Regions from separate parts of the Rattus norvegicus genome. Here region 1 is linked to region 2. A link is a contact called in public Hi-C data. All regions are on one chromosome and are shown on one strand. Each heading gives the region's core, a stretch centred on a gene start, on an enhancer-like site or on the middle of the called end of the contact. The rest is flanking DNA. Distances are from core to core; before and after follow the strand shown.

Evidence for each region. A called contact is a pair of places that touch in the nucleus more often than the background predicts.
Region 1: a Hi-C map of Schwann cells shows a contact between it and region 2, with 7 times the contacts expected there. The contact joins the promoter of Msi2 here to the enhancer-like site in region 2. A contact is called at or near these places in 10 of 12 Hi-C or Micro-C datasets (the A7r5 cell line, Schwann cells, frontal cortex and 6 more) and 1 of 1 datasets of contacts at active chromatin or transcription factors (oligodendrocytes).

What each region holds. Positions count from the first base shown.
Region 1 is chr10:74,006,083-74,008,782 of GRCr8, forward strand. It overlaps Msi2 (musashi RNA-binding protein 2), which reads right to left and starts at 1,415. Exons shown (of 12, transcript XM_039087672.2): 1 at 1,148-1,415; 2 at 824-864; 3 at 410-491. The coding sequence starts at 1,209.
Region 2 is chr10:73,848,941-73,851,640 of GRCr8, forward strand. The region is part of intron 6 of Msi2 (musashi RNA-binding protein 2); the gene reads right to left. Among named protein-coding and RNA genes, the nearest start is that of Msi2, 160 kb to the right of the region's middle. Within about 2 kb of position 1,446, at least 3 of the 93 cell types and tissues checked have an H3K27ac peak or open chromatin away from gene starts, as enhancers often do. A contact at or near this core is called in Schwann cells, where this site is marked.

The DNA.
Region 1 (2,700 bases), core at 165-2,664, 160 kb after region 2:
TACTTAAGGCTTTGTTTTATTCCAAAGGAAAACGGGCACGAAAATATTCATTCATCTCCCAAAGAGGGGACTTTAGAGTTTGGGAGTATGAAGAAGGCATACATTCAAATTTTTAAATTAAAAAAAAAAACTATGTGAAAAGTGGATGAACTGAATGTCATTTTAAACAAGAGAACAAGAAGCGACAGGAAAATTACTTCAAGCGGGAGAGATGGGCGTCTCTGAAACCAGAGTTCGGCCCTAATTAACAATAACCTTTGGGGTTATGGGAGGGGGGAGCGACGTTCCAGCCCAGCCACGCGCCTGAGCCCCATTCTAAATCCGCTTAGCTACTTCCGAAGACACCTCCAAAAATAAAACTAAAACTTTGTTCTAAAATAAAGGCAAAATCAAGAAGGGAATGCGTTACCTGGAGCGTTTCGTTGTGGGATCTCTCATGACCATACATTCTCTAATTTCTCCAAATTTGCTAAAATAGTCTCTAAGGCTATCTGTAGAGAGAGAAAGAGAGAGATGGGGGGGTGGGAGAAGGTGTGGAGGGGGGGGGAAAGCAATGCAATTTTCTGATCAAGGACAAAAAGCAAAAGTAGTTTTCTGTTGTTATTCTGTTTTGTTTTTGCAATATTTTTGCACACGCGGGGGAAATTCAGCAACAGAGGTCGCGTAGAGGGCTCGGAAAGGATTTGCTATTTAAAAAAATAACCTTGCACAGGAGAAGTGGGGAGCCAATGGCGGGGAGGGGGGGCTCTTACACTGGGATAACAAAGAGCAATAAAGAAGCCAAGAAGGGGGGGACCCAGGCGTCCCCCCCTCCCTCCCTTACCTGGTGAGGTCTGCCAGCTCAGTCCACCGATAAACATTTTACTAGAGGGAGAAAACATAACCGAAGTGAGCACCGATGTCAGATCGGCCATTTTGACGTGTAACTTACAAAAGCTAAAAGGAAAGCTGGGGGGGAGCGGGCGAGCGCGAGCCTGGAGGTGGGCTGGGGGAGAAGGTGGCGGCCCCACGCCACCCCAAGGTGCGCGAGTGCCCCAGGGGTGCGCGCGGGGGCGCGGGGGGCGCGCGGATGCCCCGCTCCGCACCGTCGCCCGCACAGCTCCGAGCGAGCCCGCGGCGGCGCGGTGGGCAGCGGCTGGAAACTTACCCGGGGTCGTGCTGGGAGTCGTTGGCGCTGCCCGAGGTGCCTGGGCTCCCATTTGCCTCCATAGCGGAGCCCCCCCGCCCCCCCACCCCCGACACACCGAGCCCCACAGCGAAGCGGAGCGCAGCGGCGGCCGGCTCCGAGCCCCAGATCTCCGTCCCTCCTCCCCCGCCTCCTCCCCCCGCCCGGCGGCTGCGAAGCTCCGCGAGCGCCGAGCCGGGCCAGCGGCGAGAGCCCGTCACACGTGGGCTCGGCTCAGCTCAGCCCCGCCGCCTCGCACACCCCCCGTCCCCGCCCCCCCGGCCCATCCCCACCTCTCCCCCTCCTCCTCCCCACCCCCATCTCCTCCTCCTCCTCCCCCTCCTCCCCGCGCACGTGGGGCGGAGTTCTAGAACGTCGTGTAACCAATGCGGTGACGTCACGCACCCCGTTCGGTCCCCCGCCTGTCCGCGCGCGCACACACTCGGCCCCCCGCGGCAGCGGGACCCACCAGGGGCGGCGCGCGAGCCCCGCGACTCGAGGGGGGCCCACGCCAGCCGGGCGAGGAGCCGGGAAGCGCACCCCGAGTCAGCTCAGATCACATGGGCTGGGTGTGGGGGAGGGGAAGGCGCGGGGAGCTCGGCCCGGGCGGTTCGCGGGGCCGGGAGGCGGCAGTGCCCCCGGACCCCCTTAGTTCGCACTACCCATTCAAGTTCGCGGGCCCCTGCGCCCGGTTCGGAGGTGGCACCCGCCACCCGCCCTGCCTCTATGCCCCGGTTTCCAGCCACAGCGCGGAAATTTAGGTCAAGGACGCCGGGAGCACACCCACACCCTGCGCTCCCAGGGCAGTCCTCGAGACCCTCGGGATCTGGGGGCTCGCGGATGGAAGAGACCCTCCTGCACAAACACCAGCCACAAGTTTTATTTTCCCTTCGCGCGTCAAGTTCTCTGGCTCCCGCTCCACACCGGCACGTCCTGCACGGCTCCCCGCCCTTCCTCGGCAGAGGTACGGAGCCGTGCCCGCGAAGGTTATTTCGGAACTTTGAGAAACTGACGCGATAGATAGAAGGGGGCGAGGAAGCACCCAGACAGGGTTTGAGCATTACTCAGAGCGCAATTTGAAAACATAATAAAGTGGGCTTTTAGGGGTCAAGGTCAAATGATTGGGGTTCAAAGCAAAGGTTCATGGAGAATGAGTAGCAGTTTGGGACCATCCCAAGGGTGGCTAGTCTAGGTGGTTATTTCAGAACCCCCCCCCCATATTCATCCGTTATCTAATTTATTTATTTATGTTTTAAGTTACTAGGGCTTCCTCTGTAGAGAGTAAAAGTACCAAGAGTGAAATGGCCCTCCCAAGACCTGTCTTTGAGATAACAAAGCACCTTACCCCCAGTTTTGGAACCACTAGATACCTCACAGATTCTGGTACACAATAGATACTTAGTAAAAGCTCCCTTCCGCCCCTGGAAGTGTAAACTTCAAAAGATTGGTGTCTGTAGCTTCCAGAGGAATCACACACTTCATATTCTAGGATGGCCAGATTCAGGCTGTATTCAATTTATGGAGTATTTAAAACA
Region 2 (2,700 bases), core at 196-2,695:
GGCCTGCCTGGTGCGGAAGAAAAGGAGAGAGCTTTGAGGAAGGGCTTCTGTGTAGAATGGAACCAACGAGGTGCTCACCCAGCTTTTCTTTCTCTCCCCAGACCTTCACATATGTCCCCAATTCAACACCCAGGCCACCCCGCTGCCATGCTAAGATCCCCAGTCTCCCGTCGTCGGCTCCTCCCAGAGAGCAGCTGTGACTTTCAGTCTACTGCCATCCACGAGGTCTGGCTCGCAGAGTCATCTGTGAGGGTGAGGTGCAAGGAAAAGCAAGTGCCTTCATTGGTTTATTTTTGCCTCACTTTGTCCCAAAGGAATTGGAAGTGTCTTACAAAGATACAATATGATTTAAAGAACAAAACAAAACAAAAACAAAAAAAACCCCAAAAAACAAAAACAAAAACAAAAAAAACAAAAACAAAAACAGTAAAACTGCAATGAACCAGGATGGGAAATAACAAAACTTCGAAAGTTGGGTTACTGCCCAAAAGTATGTATCACCAACTGGCAAAGACACTCCCAAGAAATTCCAAACCCCACCCTGTGGGGTGTGGGTGGGCAACAGTCTGCTGAGGCTCAGGGCACATGTCACCTGCCACACAAGTCTCTCATTCCACTTGGAAGACTCATCAGCAATGTGCACAGCAGTCTCCAGGCTGCAAGCCTCTCTGGTGTCCTGGTGTCAAATGGCTCCGAGCTGGGGAGAAGCAGGTGGCTGGAGGCCCCCACAGCCCCACCCAGGAGAAGGGAGAAAGCAGGTGGGGAGAACGTTTCCTTCTAAACCGGAGCCCATGTTTGTGACATGACAGCCCCATAAACCTTTGGGTAGGGGCTCAAAGTTCATCCTTCTAGGTCTAAAACTTCGGACTTTTCAAAATCACATTTTTCCAAAGAATTTCTGTGTGTGCCTGTGTCCAGTGCGAGAGCAGACACACACCACAGCATGCATGTGGAAGGAGGACACTTAGCAGAGTCACTTTTCCAAGCTCGGTAGCAGGTGCCACAACCACTAAAGGCCCTGCCTCAGCTTTAGTGATTGGCAGTTGTTACAGAGGAGTGGCTTTTCTAGAATCCCCACAGCAACCCAGAGCCTTACTTCTAAGGCTGGACTCAACTTTCTACCTCTGTACTCTCTGGCTGGTTCCCTGCCCTGAACTAAGTTAGCCTGGGCTGCCCATATCCACACTCCTCTTTCTGGAACAAATTTCTCGGCTTCTATTCCTATCTTTTGCAGGCTGGGTATCATGGTTTTGGTTCGGTTTGGTTCCACACTTTGCAGAGAACCCAATACCCAGAACACCAGCATACTGGTTTTCCTGGAAATTTATGATGAGGCATTCTTCGTTCTGTATCATCTGTTCCCAGTGCTCTGCACAATGGCTAATATTTACCGAGTGCACTTCCTGTGCCGAGCCCCGGACTGGGTCCCTTTCATAAACTCGCTCATTCACTCCTCGGCTGTGGCCCAGGAAGGCAGTGCCTTTGTTATTCCTCCCATCCCATGGGTCAGCATACTGAGACTCAGTGAGGGCCAGTTCCTTGTCCCGGGGTTCCTCTAGATGCCACGCCTATGTTTATTCCCTTCCAAAGCTCTTTACCACTGCAGAGCACAGTGATGCCTCCCCTGCTTCCACAATCCATTACAAATCTCTCCTGGTTTCAACAGTTTCACCATACGTTAGATTCCCCGCTCCCCCAGTCACACATTCACCCCAAGAGCTGAACCAGTAGCATAACCATACAGGAAATAACTGCAGAGTTCATGGCCTCCCCAAGACCTGGGTTCTACTCTTACTCAAGACCCACATCCTCTCAGACGTCCAGTCTCCGGTGTACTGAGGGGAGCTAATACCCACCCTTCAGTGTCTCCTCAAACATAGCTGGGATAACACTCAAATACAGGACTTCCTAGACACAAAGAATTTTTGAGGAAGAGTGAGTTTCCTCCTACCCCTCAGACAATCACACATGGAACATAAACCCATCAGTCATTCCCACCTGAAGAGCAATGACTCATCACGGAGGGCCTGGGACATTCCCAATGGGCCTCCCTTTGAAACAGAGATGTCCCCCAGCTTCCCCGGCTGGTGAGGCTTTGGACAAGTAAAAACGATTTTCTAATTAAGTGGTAAACACGCCATATTGACTTTAAGTGCAAAAGGGACTCAGGGGAGGAGGACGGTGGATTAGAGAGAGAGATGCAACACAAGGATTGGCTGGGCTTCAGGCCAGGTTGCCTCTAGTGGCCCTGAGTCTCTCCAACTCAATCCCCAGGGAACTCGGGCTAGGTGACCTTTAAAAACACAGCCTTTGTCCTTTGTTTGCTGAGAGCCTTCCAGAGGCTTCCCATGGTTCTTAAAATTCAACTTCTTCCCTTTGCTCACAAGGCTGCTCACATGAGCTGCCTGCAACCTTTCCCTGACCCAGCTCTCATCACACCTGTCCTGTTTCTGCTTCTTCAACCAGAAAGCTCCATCCCGTCCCAGGGGTCTTCAATCCCCCTCCCTTTGCTGAAAAGGACTGTGCCCCGGAACTTCACAAAGCTTCTGAGGGAGCCTTCCTGTCCACTTTCCACCATTCGAGAGACCCCAAACACCATCTCTTACATGGGCTGTTCTGTTTACTTCACGGCCAAACACATGGCCTGGGGGTTTTTATTACCTGCTGCCCACTGCATGCCTTCCCTTTAATCTTCCACTA